2 separate regions of the Callithrix jacchus genome follow, and region 2 is linked to region 1. Evidence: chromatin contacts called from public Hi-C data. All regions are on one chromosome and are shown on one strand. Each heading gives the region's core, a stretch centred on a gene start, on an enhancer-like site or on the middle of the called end of the contact. The rest is flanking DNA. Distances are from core to core; before and after follow the strand shown. Region 1 overlaps RORA (RAR related orphan receptor A). Region 2 overlaps RORA (RAR related orphan receptor A).

Evidence for each region. A called contact is a pair of places that touch in the nucleus more often than the background predicts.
Region 2: a Hi-C map of skeletal muscle shows a contact between it and region 1, with 2.7 times the contacts expected there. The contact joins two enhancer-like sites. A contact is called at or near these places in 2 of 3 Hi-C or Micro-C datasets (both in skeletal muscle).

What each region holds. Positions count from the first base shown.
Region 1 is chr8:7,391,023-7,398,413 of calJac240_pri, forward strand. The region is part of intron 2 of RORA (RAR related orphan receptor A); the gene reads right to left. Among named protein-coding and RNA genes, the nearest start is that of ICE2, 110 kb to the left of the region's middle. Within about 2 kb of position 3,114, at least 6 of the 16 cell types and tissues checked have an H3K27ac peak or open chromatin away from gene starts, as enhancers often do. A contact at or near this core is called in skeletal muscle, where this site is marked.
Region 2 is chr8:7,695,677-7,703,067 of calJac240_pri, forward strand. The region is part of intron 1 of RORA (RAR related orphan receptor A); the gene reads right to left. Among named protein-coding and RNA genes, the nearest start is that of RORA, 360 kb to the right of the region's middle. Within about 2 kb of position 3,440, at least 1 of the 16 cell types and tissues checked has an H3K27ac peak or open chromatin away from gene starts, as enhancers often do. A contact at or near this core is called in skeletal muscle, where this site is marked.

The DNA of each region.
Region 1 (7,391 bases), core at 1,864-4,363:
ATACATGTTTTCACATTCCTGCTGATTACCACACTATCTTTGTTGGGGGAGGGCTCTGCTCAAATGTAACTACGGCACCCACTTTTTCTGTAAACACCCTGAGGCATCATCAGATGGCTGGTAACCAACCTTCCTACTTCAACAAGAGGAGCCCAAGTGCAAAACACATTTCCAGCAAATGAAAACATTCTGAAAACGTTCAATCCATCTTAACAGTCAAAATGAATAGTTTAGCCAATATTTCCCCTAAGCAGCCACTGAAATTGCATGGCAACTTCCAAGCCACTTCAAAAGGGATTCTGAACACAGCAGCAGCAGGGGGCTTAGAAAGACTGCCAAAACTCTGAGACATCTCAGCTCATCTTAAACAACTTTGTTTCTCTGCAATGGTGGAAACAAAACACTTCTGTTTTACTAGATTTTGCTTGTGGTAGAAACATTGCTTTTGAGATGGATTTCTATTAAACCAATTGTTTTGCTCAACAATATTTTCAAAAGTTGCTTGCTATCACGGATGCAACTTAAGTTAGAGGAAGATGATTTTTCATAATCATGTGTCTGAAGCAAACGTGGCTGTGAATACGATTTATGCACTGTTCCTTCAATACAGACAGAAAATGGGCACTACGCAAATCTTTAAAGATCTCTATTGAAAAGGATATGGCTCTAATTTCATTTACCAGCTCCCATCAGATTTTCTTTCCAAACTCCTTTATCGCTTCTGAAACTACCGAATATTATGAAACGCCACTGGGAAATTCCACACAAGGAAATAAACTTAAGGTGCTCACCGTGCTGGTTGATAATGAACTGCTGTCTTTTTGAATAAATGTTTCAATGAAAATCAAGTTCTTAGAGATGCCAGGTCTCAAATGAGGAAATTAAATGATATATTTCATGGTGGAGGTTAGTTCTGATTTTCTTTTTAATAAAAGAAGATGGCATCGCAAGGTACACACTGTTTCTGCTTGCTAATAAACTGCAGACCATACACTGGGAGAGACTCAGTTTCTTTGGGTTCCTGGCCCGGAATCTTCGGTAAAGAATAAAATTACTGTGGTATGCAGTGGTTACAGCTATTCCAGGGTTTCCATTTTTAAACAACTGCCCTCGCCCCTTGGTTTTAAATCAACCATCAAACACAGAAAAAGCTTTGGGCTAGAATTTAATAAATAAGGTATGACTGTAATTTACTAGAACTAAGTCTGGGCATATTTATTATTAATATTAATGAAAATTTGCTTCTTCTGAAATTTATTTAAACAGTCAGCATAAAGTAATTACCTCTTTCTACCTTAAATTTTCACTTCCAAAATGAACTGACTAGCTGATCGAAGCACCTACAGCAATTAGGGGCAGAGACAGGGAATAAGGAAAGTAGGAGGCCTTTGTTTGCTTCTCCAAGTCTCAAACAAGAAACGAGAGCGTGTCTCTGTCGTAACAGAAACACTTTCATAGAACGGAAGGGCTGGACAAGATCTCGGTGGCTATCACGTCCAACCCCTTAGCTTCAAAAATGGGGAAAGGGAACAAGTGGGGACTTATTGCATCGCAGGTCTGGGACGAGAACCCATGTCTCCATCTTCCTCCCACCCTATGGAAAGGGTTTCCACTACTCAACATGGTTTGGCTACACTGCAGACGGGGTGACTCACATACAAAGTGAGGGTGTTGGACTGCAGAGGTTTCTCAACCAGAATTATCTGAGCATCTTCAAAGATGTAGCAATACTTGAGCCCTACACCTTGGACCAGTAAAGTCAGAAATCTGTAAGACTAGGCTTGTACATCTTTTAAAAACTCTCTAGATATATTAATATATGGACCAGGTTGGAAGCAGATGACCTGTAAGCTCTCTTCTGGGTCTAGTGCAAAATATTCAGCATCAGCTGGAAACATATTTTGGTTCAGTTCCCCGATGTTGACCCATGAGGCCGTAAGCATTTCTAAACCATTACACTGTTTCTATATTAGCCTAGCAGTTGGCATTATCTGTATTTATCTAGTTTATTGATATGTTTACCTAAGTATTATCTACCTCCCCCACCAGAATGTACACTCACAGAGACCAGAGCCTAAGTCTGACATGATCACTGCTGTCCCCTCGGCCACCAGCGTCCCATCTGCCACAACAATGCAACACTACACCAGCACTTTCACAGGAAAAAGGGGGCTGGTGCAGCAGTGTGGAAGGGGTCGGGCGGGCCTTCTTCACAGCAGCCACGGCAAGTCTACTTCGATCTATTCCACCAGACTAGAATCTAAGCTGCAGGAAGGCAGCATTTGGTGTCCTTTGTTTGGACGTCACCTCCAGAGCCTGGACGCTGGCAAATACACACCAGATGCTCTGTGCCTGAGCAAGTCCATGTGCTAAACACGAAGCACTGATCAGCTTCAGGGCGCTGAAACCTTTACTTTGTTGCTGACTAAAGCGACCTTGAAAAGACCTCACTGTTTCCACGGAGTTGGCCTTGACTCCAGCAGCAGAACCCCCGGCGTGCCTCTGCTAAGTGGTCACAGTACTGGCAAGACCCGGCCCAGGCACACACTGAAGGCTACAGCGCATTGTGTCTATGCCAGCAGCAGAGGCTGGAGCTTCTAGACAAAGCTTTACGCCGAAAAAGAGTATAGTATTTGGCAAGTTTCATAGCTACCTCCAGCACCCAAACAGCTTCAGGGTCCTCTCCTGTTTGGGCCACTTGGGGTAAGAGATTTGGGGTAACAGTCTGCCCACTTTCTTCTGCATGCTCACTGATCGCAAGGCCAAAGTTACCGGAAAAATATTTCCAGTGGGTTAATAACAACAGCAGAAATTGCTCCCATATGGCACCTCGTCCACCCTGAAGAAGTGACCTAAAGCGAAGTGTGTGCCTATCTCAATACCATTCACTCTTCTGAGATTCCCTTTCCTCATGAGTAAGAGGAAAGAGCCCTGAGCAGTGATTCCCAAACCTGCCTTATCCTCACCAGAGGAGCTTTTACAAATGAAGGTTCCCTGGTCTCCCCCTAGGCCTTTGTAAGCAGAATCCATGCAGGTGTTACTGGAGAACAGCCTTTATTTTTTAAATGCTTCCCACATGACTGTGAAGATCAATGACATTTGGGAGCCTCTAAAGGAGTAGAGGACTCTGCTGCCTACCCCAGCGCTGACAGGCTAGGACAGAGCTTCACAGAAGTGAGGCCTAAGGACCAGCTGCCTCAGAAAACATCTGAGACGCTGTGTAAATACACACTTTCATGGGCCTCACTCCAGACTGACGACAGAATCATACTCTCGGTGACACGCAGGGATCTCACGCCTGTAATCCCAGCACTAGGGGAGGCCAAGGCGAGTGGATCACAAGGTCAGGAGATGGAGACCATCCTGGCCAACACAGTGAAACCCTGTCTCTACTAAAAACGCAAAAAATTAGCCGGGCCTGGTGGCATGCACCTGTAGTCCCGGCTACTCGGGAGGCTGAGGCAGGAGAATCACTTTAACCTGGCAGGTGGAGGTCACGGTGAGCCAAAATTGCACCACTGCACTGTCCACTGTCCAGCCTGGGTGACAGAGTGAGACTCTCTGGAGTATGGGTTGTACTTTACAGTTTCAGAACCACTGTTTTCAGGCAGGATTTGAGAGCTAACTTATGGCTTACATGGAAGCAAATCACGTTCATTTGTAAGCACAGGGTTTGTTAACATTTCACTGCCCCGTTTGGGACGGCACAAAAATCTCCGTTGTTTTAAATGGCTTGTAGCTTACAGCAACTGCAAACCTGTCGGTCCAACAGTCCTGAAGAGTCTTCTCTGACTAAGCGTGGCTGCCAACTTCTCAGCGCATTTTTTAAACGCTGATTCATGGCTGAAGACATCTGATTGGGAGGAAGGTGTCTCAGCTCTACTATTAAAGTGCAAAGGTGGTACCTGAATTACTTAGCACACGACAGGCACTCAAGTATTTGCTGAAACAAATTTATTTACTTATTTTCACCCAATAGTCTACAGAAGATTTGAAGTGAGATAAATAAAAAGAAAAAAAAAAACCCTCAACAACTGAAAAATGAAAATAACATTCTGTGAAAAAGAATACTTCTCATGTGGTGAAGGAATCACACTTCTGGGTGGCGCAGCTTGTGAAACGGTTGGCTTCTTCAGTAACTGATGTGAAACCTAACCACAGGTCCTGACTTCTGAACCACCACCTTATTTCTATGATAGGAAGGTTTGAACAGCAGGTTTTCCTTGCTTTTTTTTCTTCTTCTTTGTGTTTCACGAAATTATGCAATTTCATCTTTCTAACGGGAGCAGGTACGCACCGTTATCCTTTACAATCCTGGTGACTATTTGTCATTATTTTTACCCTGGTTATTCTACCACAGATCAGCTCTGACTTCTTAAGCAATGCAAAATTCATAAAAATGTGCATACTTATAACTCTGTGTAGCATCAGGAACAAATAATATTTAAGCAAATAGGAAGATCTATATTTACTCCTCAGATTCCAACAGAAATCAGATTGTTTTATGATTGTTTCATACTTGCTGTAATACCAAAATACAGATCTACAATCCACTTGTATTATTTATTTATCTTAAAAATTACACAAACAAATGCTTGTCTCTACCTCATGCATATTTTTTGACATATACTCTTTTTTTTTTAGACAAACTGTATATACTTAAGTGAACCAAATGATCTAACCAAAAATCTTCAGAAACCGAGGGGTTAATAGTTTTTTCATCCATGTTTAAAATTGTTTTAATGCCCCCAATCAGCTACTGTAGTTTACCTTTTTTCTAAATGTTTATCATTTCTTAAAGAGAAAAAGCTCTAGATTTAAAAAGAGGAAATACTGAATTTAGCTCATCAAATGACCTCTTTTAAAAAAAATTCCAGGGTTGGGATATAGAATGGAGGATGAAACTTAAATACAAGAATTACTAAAAGGTCATAATAACTGTTTACTCACAAACCAAATTTCACTTAAACTGAATATGGAGCCAAACAGCAAATAAATGAGCTTTAATCTATCTTAAGTTAAAAAAATTTTTCCCTTACTTCCTGGCAAGCCAACTTTTAAAATTCAGTATTTCCTTTAAAGTTACATTTCTGATAACCATGAAAAACAACGAGTTAAACTTTTGAATCGGATGTAGAACGTCTCATTCCAATTGAGAAAATAACTTCAACCTTTGACCTTCCCACTAGCCTGATGGGAAATTCACTGGCACCATGACAGGTTTAGGCGTCCATGGTCAACTAACCACTAGAGGGCAGCCTTATCTCAGATCTGACAAGCCGCAGAAAAATCCCTAAAATGCTTCTAATGTTCCTTTAATTATTTTTGTAGCATCTTTGATTTTCCTGGTTATTTAACAATCAACTTCAAATGGAACCGAAATTATTCCTAAACAGTTCAAAAGTCCACTTTCACAAACAATGATCTCATAAACACTGGTGGTGAGAGGTGCTAGAGAAGCAGCATAGCTGATGTTATCTTCAAGAATTTAAAACAAAAGTTTTTCATCTTTAAGTCAGGACTTCCTCTCTACGACATGGTGGGGTAAGCGTCAAGAGAATTATATCACAACTGGCACTTGGGGTCCATTTTTGGCATCAACATTTCAAGTGGTTCTAGGCAAACTGAAGAAACTGACCAAGAAGGTGGGAAGGCAAAACCACACTTTTAGCAAAAAGGACTGAGGAGGGACAGCAGAGATTATGTATTAGAGACGGCGTGTGTGTGTCTCTGTGTGATATGCTACTAGTCTTCAAATGTCAGACAGTCTTTCATTTGAAAGATGGAGTAAATGTGTTCTGCTCAGCCCAAAGGAAAGGGTCAGAATTAAGGCATTAAAAGCACAAAGGAGACAGTTATGCCTGATGTAAGAAGACTCTTCTAATTCCAGATGGTATCAGCTGCCTTTAAAGACAGTGAGTTCCCCATCATGAGGTGTTCAAGCTTAACCAGATAACTCCTTGGCAGAAATATTGTGGGCAGGGTCCAAAAGTCCCTTAAAAATCTGAGTGACTTTTAAGGTTTCTTCTATTTCTGAGACAGAAATAATCCTTATTTGCTTTCAGACAAACACACCTTAATCCAGCAGTCAGTAAGGCCAGTCCCCATTACGTGAGAAATGAGCTTTTTCAGATCTACTTGAAAACTTTTAGACTTCACGTGACTCTTCCAAAAGACAACCGATTTCTCCATCTACACATCTACAGTCATGCCCCTGAGCTGTCATGGAAACGAACAGGACACCACTCCTAAGCACAGGAGTTTTTAAGCTTTATACTACATAAAGGCATATTAAAATTAGAAGATGCATTTGTGAACGTTCCCTGTGCCTAAGGGTAAGTGGGACACATTGACAAATCTCTCAGTTCTATCATGATGGTGACTGGATATACGGGTTAGCACTACTTCACGATATTCTGTATTCTTCAGGAAAATAATGCTTATGTTTCACTCATTTCCTCTCATAACAGCAGACTTAATGAAAATCGTGGATGAAGAGAGCTAATGGTAAGCAAGTAAGAATAACCCCATTTGTACCAAATTGATTTTATTAAATAGTAATTTAAAGATATTAGGCTCAGCAAAGCATTACATAATTGGATCTATTTTTTTCCCCCGTATAAATGCCAGAGTTATAATTTCCACTAACTAGAGACAAAGTTATACCCAAGACGTTTTCTAGCTTCCTCCAGGGGAGGCAGGAAGATAGAAATTAGGGTTGCAGTTCTTGTTCCACGATGTACCAGCTGGAAAGGCTAGGCTGTAACGCAACCTCTTCAACTAAAAAGTATGGGACTACCAGTGACTTTCTACAGAGGATTAAATAATGTAAGAGTTTTTGTAAAACAAAGCACAAAATAAATACAGATTAACATCATCTCCCTATTTGTTTATGAAAAGCCTTGTCAACTTCAAAAGTAGTAACATTTCAAAAAATGAAATCACTGGCAAACCTAGGGAATAAACTTGACATTCTTTTTTATACCCACAGGAGCAAAGACTTTTAAAGTTATCATACTATTTCCTGAAAATAGGAGGAGGGCTAACAAATTTCATTCCAAAAAGAAAATCCAAAAACAAAAGGTTTCAGGTGATTCCTTGCATTCTGTCCACTGGCTAACAGACACTATTATCCACGTATTGAGACCTCTCATCTCTGGATATAGCACTCTTGACAATTAACAGAAAAACCATGTTCTATCATGTCACACAAAATACTGATGGACAGAGAAAGCTCTGACTATGAATCTCTCAGTTCATGAGTCAAAAGGTTGCAATGGAAGGGAGTTATCTTCAGTAGAATAGCTAGATGGGGGAGAGAGAACTTGTAAATCCCTCCTCAGAGGGTCTGTATGTGGTCTTTGAGATACTATCAAATGTCAACTCGCACC
Region 2 (7,391 bases), core at 2,190-4,689, 300 kb after region 1:
TCTGCCTGAGTTCAAGATGTGTTTTAGCTCCCACATATTAAATATTTGTCTTTCTGTACCTGCCTTATTTCACTCAACATAATGTCTTCCAGTTCCAAGTGACTTTGTGATTTATAATTAGAAATATATATTTGGTCTTCATCAATTTCTGGTACTGAGTTCCTAAAACCCTTGGAATTTCCTAAGGGATAAGAGAATAAAAGTGAAATAATCGTCTTTTATTGTTTATAACATACCCTTTCAATCGCACCTGAGTTGATGTTAATGACTGCCCTTTAGGAAGCTCCTGAGGACTGGGGGGGCCGCTTGCCAGAGAAGCCTACTGTGTGGTTGGGACTCTCAGCCCCACTCTCCAGACCTCTAGGGAGGGGAGAGGGGCTGCAGCTTAAATCAGTCACCAGTGGCCAATGGCTTAATCAAGCCTACATGACGAAGCTGCCATAAAAACCCAAAAGGACAGGGTTCAGGGAGCTTCCAGGTTGCTGAGGACATGGAGGTGCTGGGAGGGTGGCATGCCCCGTCCCCTAATCTTGTCTTATGCATCTTTTCCATCTGGGTTCTATCTCTCTCTTTCTCTTCTCTTCTTTCTTCCTTCCTTCCTTCCTTCCTTCCTTCCTTCCTTCCTTCCTTCCTTCCTTCCTTCCTTCCTTCCTTCCTTCCTCCCTCCCCTCCCTCCCTCCTCCCTTCCCTTCCCTCCCTCCCTTCCCTCCCCTCCCTTCCCTTCCCCCTTCCCCCTTCCCTCCTTCCCTCCTTCCCTCTCTTTTTCTCTCTCCCTCCCTCCCTCCCTCCCTCCCTTCCTTCCTATTTTCTTTTTTCTTTTTGAGACAGTTTTGCTCTTGTTGCCCAGGCTGGAGTGCAATGGCACGATCTTAGCTCACCGCAACCTCCACCACCAGGGTTCAAGTGATTCTCCTGCCTCAGCCTCCCAAGTATCTGGGGTTACAGGCATGTGCACCACACCCAGCTAATTTTTTGTATTTGTAGTAGAGACGGGGTTTCTCCTTGTTGGTCAGGCTGGTCTCAAACTCCAGACTTTGGGTGATCCAACCCACCTTGGCCTCCCAAAGTGCTGGGATTACAGGCATGAGCCACCACACCCAACCCTTTCCTTCCTATTTTCATGACAGAATCTTGCTCTGTCATCCAGGTTGGAGTACAGTGGTGTGATCTCGGCTCACTGCAACTACTGCCTCCAGGATCTCAAGCCATTCTCATGCCTTAGCCTCCTGACTAGCTGGGACAACAGCTGTGAGCTACCACGCCCAGCTATCTTTTGCATTTTTAGTAGAGATGGGGATTCGCCATGTTGCCCAAGCTGGTCTTGAATGCCTGGGCTCAAGTGATCTGCCTGCCTTGACTTCCCAAAGTGCTGGAACTACAAGTGTAAGACACCACACTCAGCCTTTTTATATATATATATATATTTTACATATACATATATTTTAATATAAACCAGTAATTTAGTAAGAAAACTGTTGTCCTGAGCTTTTTGATCTGTTCTAGCAAAAAACGACTGAATCTGAGGAGGGAGTGGCGACTTCAAATTTACAGGTGGTGGGTCAGAAATCACAGGTGACAATCTGTAGATTGACATCTTAAGTGGGGACAGTTTTGTGTGACTAACCTGTGGAGTCTGATGCTGTTTCCAGGCGGAGAGTGTCAGAATCGAGTTTAACTGTAGAACACCCAGGTCTTGTGCACCACAGAACTGAATTGTTATAGGAAAAGAAACCCACACATCTGGTGTCTGAAGCAAAATACTGAGAGCGGCAGTAGAGAGTTTTTCCTCATAGGGTAGAATACAGAAGGGAAGTCATAAGCTATATATTTGACCCTCGTTGCCCTTTTGGCCAAGTTTATTTTAATGCTCTGCCCTTGGGTTCTAACGAAACATGCTGTAAGAGCCTGAGCGTATCAGTGTGCTAAGTACATTCATGTGTACCCTGCAGAGACTCTGTTGAGGCTACAGCTACCTGGATCTCTTGATATTCTCTATATGAGACCCTAGGATAGTTCTTTCACAATTTAGTTCAAGAAAATGGCTCGTTTTTAATGATCAGTTGATTAAAAAGGCTGTGAATTGATAATGTCTCCCACTTAGTTTTGGTTGCCAGGAAGTCCAGGTAAAATATAAAATGAATTGATGTAGCGGTCTCCCTTGTTCTATATAATGCATACAGCATATTTTAAATTTGGTCATGACGGTCTTCAGTGTTACTCACACTTTCTCTGATCCTGCTTCTCTAGTCTTATGTATATTTTGCCATTGTTATATATCAGAAGTTTCCTTCTATTTTCCCCAAATATTTCTTAAAATAAGGTAAAATGTATATAAACACGCAAATAACACCCATAGTTTGCTTAAATCTAAAATACCTAGCATGGTGGCAGAATTTCAGCAGTTAACAACTGCTGCTTGAACTATAGGGAGACATACTGCACCTTACAGAGAAGCAGGCTCTGAGAGTCAGAGCTGGCTGGAGAAGAACTGCATGGTCCCTGTCACTGCAGGTATCTGTACATAAACTGGATAAGCACTTTCACCAACTTACTTAAGACTTGGTTCCTTTAACTGGCAAATGGTAGTAACAGAATGTCCCTTGGAGGTGACTGTGAATAGCATAAGTTGGTACATGTCAAGCTCTCAGGCTCTTAGCACAGTCATGCGTATTTGAAAAAAGTAGCCTTTATTATTAATGAGGACTTGTGCATTGAAAGCTGTTTTATTAGCTTAAGTTCGCTTCCAAACCTGATAGTTCTGTTGGGTTAGCAAGCCCTCCATCATCAGAAGAATCACCGACTTGGAGTCTTGGACCAACCCTCCTGTGTGGCTAATGTGGGAGGGATTTAAACAGCAAATAAAGGACTGGATGGAGTGGCCTTTAGGCTTCCTCCCACCCCAAAGTGCATGATACTTTTGTTTCAAATACATTCAGTCAGAGAGGGTATAAGGGTGTCCGGGAGAAAAGAAGCATTCTAATGTCATCTTATTAGAAGGTCTCCCTTCTTTCATGTGTAAATTTCACTTGGGACCTTATCAATTGAGTATGAAAGCATTTTCCAGGGGAAAAAACAGTAAGAGGAGAATTGAGGAAATGTCTGGGAGCACTTCATGCCTTCCCGTCTATCTGTACATAAAGAGCTGCTTTCTTCACGGCTTTCCAAACACAGGCTGGCAACTATTTCCACTAGGCACAGACAGCACACTTCAAACAAGGAAGCTGACCAGAACCCACGCCAGACATGATGGATGCTCCGGTTCGATCACCACCACGCTTGCACCACCAAATCACGCCATTATGCACCTGCCTCCCCATTATTTTACAGTATTTTTGATGGTGGTATCCTTCAGAAAATGGGCCACATCTAGAAAAAAAGAACACCTAAGTTCCTTGTATTCTGGCTGAAATGACCATGAAACTACAGGTCTTCAGTGCAGCCAAGGTAACTGTTTTTCCCACTGACCCGTGTGTAAGGAGTTGTCAGGCACCGGAACGGGGCTGAATTCACGCGTAGGACCTTTCCCGGAGATACAGAGGGCATGGGTTGAGTTCACAATTTTAAAGATGGATTTTTCTTTTCCATGAAAATCCCAGGAGAGGCATCTATTGCAGAGGTTGGGACTATCGGTGTCACCCGGGGTAGGCCACAATATAGATTGTCCAGGTTCACCTCAAAGGAGAAGGAAACGGCAGTTGTAGTGCAGGACACGTTTCAGCTTAAGACTCCTGAGTTCAGCGAACACTTTGGGTGGAGACATGACTAGCAATCTCTTGTTGATGAGTCTCTCCAAGCTGAGTGGGCAGGTCTGATGGCACGCAATGTGCAGCATGTGGCTGGTCACATAACAGGTACTATAAATATTTGCTAAAAGTTTCAGGTTGCCCCAGCTGCTCTCAAGTAATGGCTTTTACAAGCCCCAGACTTCCAGGAGCAAAAAAATAAACACCGTAAGCAAGTGACCACTGCTCCCACTCCTTTTGGAAAACCGTAAAATGAACAAGAGAGTGCATCCGCGACGCTAGCCCTAGGGGAACCCTGGCCCTGGCACCCTGTGCCATCCTCCTCTTGTTCCCTCTGGCTTGCTACTGCATCGCTGTTTTTCCTTCCTCCACAATTATGACCCAGATGGAGGGGGCAACATGACTAGGATACACTGCACCACTCGTAATTCACAGCAAGATCAAGAAGCGACGTGAGGACTCTCCGTGTCTTTGGTTGTGTGCTTATCTCTTCTCACTCACTGCTAGAAGGCTCATTGTCGTTGACTGAGCCAAGGAAAAGATCTCCACGAAGTAGTTTTTGCAGCAATGGTATAAGAATTCAATCAGACATGTGACAAGGCCTTCCTTTTATTCATGATTTCAGTTATAAGGTAATGGGCAAAACAAAGGTTATTCTGTTACTAGCTGCAACTGGGTACAGAAACCAGGTGCTGTTTATTGAGAGAGTTCTTGAACTGCTGGTATGTACCAAGCAGCATGGTAAGCACTGTGGGGGTAAATAAAGGTAATTAAACAAATATCCTATGCACAAATTAATTATCCTATGGGGGGAATTAGACACCTACTTCTATCACCAGACAGAACCTAAGAGCTACAGACACAGGTTTTGTGAATCCTAGAGGAGCAACAGTGTCTTCCATTTACAGGCATCTACCAGGTTGCATGGAAGAAGTAGCTCATATGCTGGTCCTTGGTGGATAAAAAGCATTTGGACCTGAGGAGGTGGAGGAAGAGCAGAGGCAGTGGCAACAACCGCAGAGCAGAGGGGCATCTTTAGCCAGCAAATCTCTGTGGGAGGATACATTTGACTAAGAAAGCACCTGGCCATCACCTTAGGTAGTCTGTTTATAACTGTGTATGTCTGATGACGCTCAAACACTTTTGCACAGAAACCTACTTGGTGTCACAAAAGCATAAGACTTCCTGGATTATGGCCTGCATTTCCCTGCCTCCACTGGGCATTCTGGCTGTCAATGGTCACAGGCATTCCATGCTAGCCCGCTCCTTACACTCACTAGTTACACATGGGGCACTTGTGGTGGTGTTTAACTGTCCCTGTGACATAAGCATGTTTGCCTCTGGCTATTGTACAAGAAAAGTCCTAATCCTATTGTTCTTTTCCAAGACGACCAATGAGATCTCTTGCCAAGAAGTATTTTTTAAACAACTTAACTCCCTCAGTTACTCTACTGGCCCTGTTATGAAGACACATCACAGCTGTCTGGCGTGCTAGACAATCAATACAGTTGGAGAGGTCTGAGGCTCGTGCAAACACAGCCAGATCCTCTTTTCTCTAAAGTGAGGAAACTTTTAGAACTACCTTCTCGGGCACATTAGAACAAGCATAGGAAACAGTAATTAGAATGGACTTCAATGCATAAGAGATCGCGCCCACAAGAGGAGATGGGATGGAGATATCCAGGCAACAGAATTTTTGCATACTTCCCCAAATTACATTCCTGTTGCAGAACAAAGGTCTTTTTTTTTTTTTTTCAAACCACACCAAAGCACAAATTTGGAAGCCAAACTCCTCAAGGGCACTCAAGAATTATTTGGTAACTTCTCTGTTAAATTTGGAGTTTAGCTTACAAGCTTAAGGTCTACCAAATAATGGCCTTCACTGAACCACTGCCTTAGCAAACAAAGCATTGTTTATGGGACTGGAGAATGACATCTACATGAGGTTTGAAGTATTTTATGTGCATCATTTGTTTCAAGGGCCACAGCCAGCCAGACTACTTGTAACGCCATTCATCAAGTCAACATGAATATCACCAACCCAGATTTTGACTCTGTTCTTCCTTGTGAGAGCCATTAGCCTAGAAGAGTTGAGGGAAATGTGTCTCCTATATTCCCAAGCTGAATGGTTTTTCCACTTAAAAAGGAAGACTTTTCCCTTTTACAGAACTGGCTCTCTCTTGTCCAGTCTAGCCTGTTCAAAGCCTCTTATGTGAAGTAGTCAGCTTCCATATACCACAACCATGTATAATTAAAAAGTTTAAGGATGTTAAATGCAATGCTGTATCCTGGATTCAATCCTGGAACAGAAAAAGGACATTAGTGGAAAAACTTGGTAAAATCCAAATAAAGTCTGCACTTTGGTTAATGGTAATGTGCCAGTGTTAACTTCTGAGTTTTGGCAAATGAATCACAGTTATGTAAGATGTTAACACTGAGAGAAACTGGGTAATAAGGTATGCAGAAACTCTCTGCGCTATCTTTACAACTCTATGCAAATCTAAAAGGATTCCAAAGTAAACAGCTTATTACAAGCTTTACAAATGAACTTACACTTTGGAGAATAACTCACTGGCAGCGCAATGAGAGAAGCGCTATTATAAAGCAAGCACGCCATAGCAGAGCAAGCACTAGTGTAAGAGGTGGGAGCTCTGTGTCTGAGGCCCCGGTCTATACATACTTTAAGCTGTGATCTTGCATTGGCCATTTAACCTCCTCTAGAATGAATGCCGGCATCTGTGAGATGCTCTGCATCTCTCGCGGGGGTACTAGGAAGATCATATGCAAAGATGCTTTGGAGAATGCAATGAAAACCTAAAAGGATAACAAATTCAAAAGGTGATCTGAGCAAGACATTGGGTATCTTGAGAAGATACAGCGCCGTAATGTGCAGACAAACACATAGGCAGCTATTGTTCTGTCTTAACTCTGGAAACGAGACAGCAAGAGAAACTTTTCGAATGGTACCCAAGGGACCACACCGGGGTCTCTCAGGGTGCACAGAATGTAGCAACCAAGTACAAAGTAGCACAGCGAGAACAGCAAACATTTTGCCTGGCATCTCCTAGAATCTCTGAAACTGCGGAGTGCAATCACCTCTCTACTGAGTGCCTGAAGAGGTGGTTCATACACAGGTAGAGCGAATCTCGTGGTCCCAAATGCTAGTACCACCACTTCTTGATTTGCCAATCCAATTAATTAGTCCCTTCCCATGGCAGTACATCTGGTCTTTCTTGCATGATTCCCCAGCACCAACACTATCTAAGCCAAATTCCTAGCGTGGTGCACAAGCTCCTTCACATCTGCCCCCCTTGGCTCACCTCCTGGCCTCTTCTCCTCACCTCCAGCCATGCTCCCCTACGTAGCTTCCAGAGTGCACATACTGTTTAGTGCTACGTGCTCTTCCCCTGCTCTTCCTCCTCCCTGGAGTGTCCTTCCATATCCTCCTCACCACTGCAATCCCTATTCATCTTTTCTTTTCCTAATTCCTTCACTTATGGGCTCCCTCTCTTTCCTTCTTCTTAGTTTTCATTTTTCACATCAAGTGCCACATCTTTAAAGATAATTCCTTGATCTTTTGTCCCTCCCAACCTCAGCTGGTACCCAGAGCCTCTTGTGCCCAGAACTTCCCCTCACTCATGATTCAAG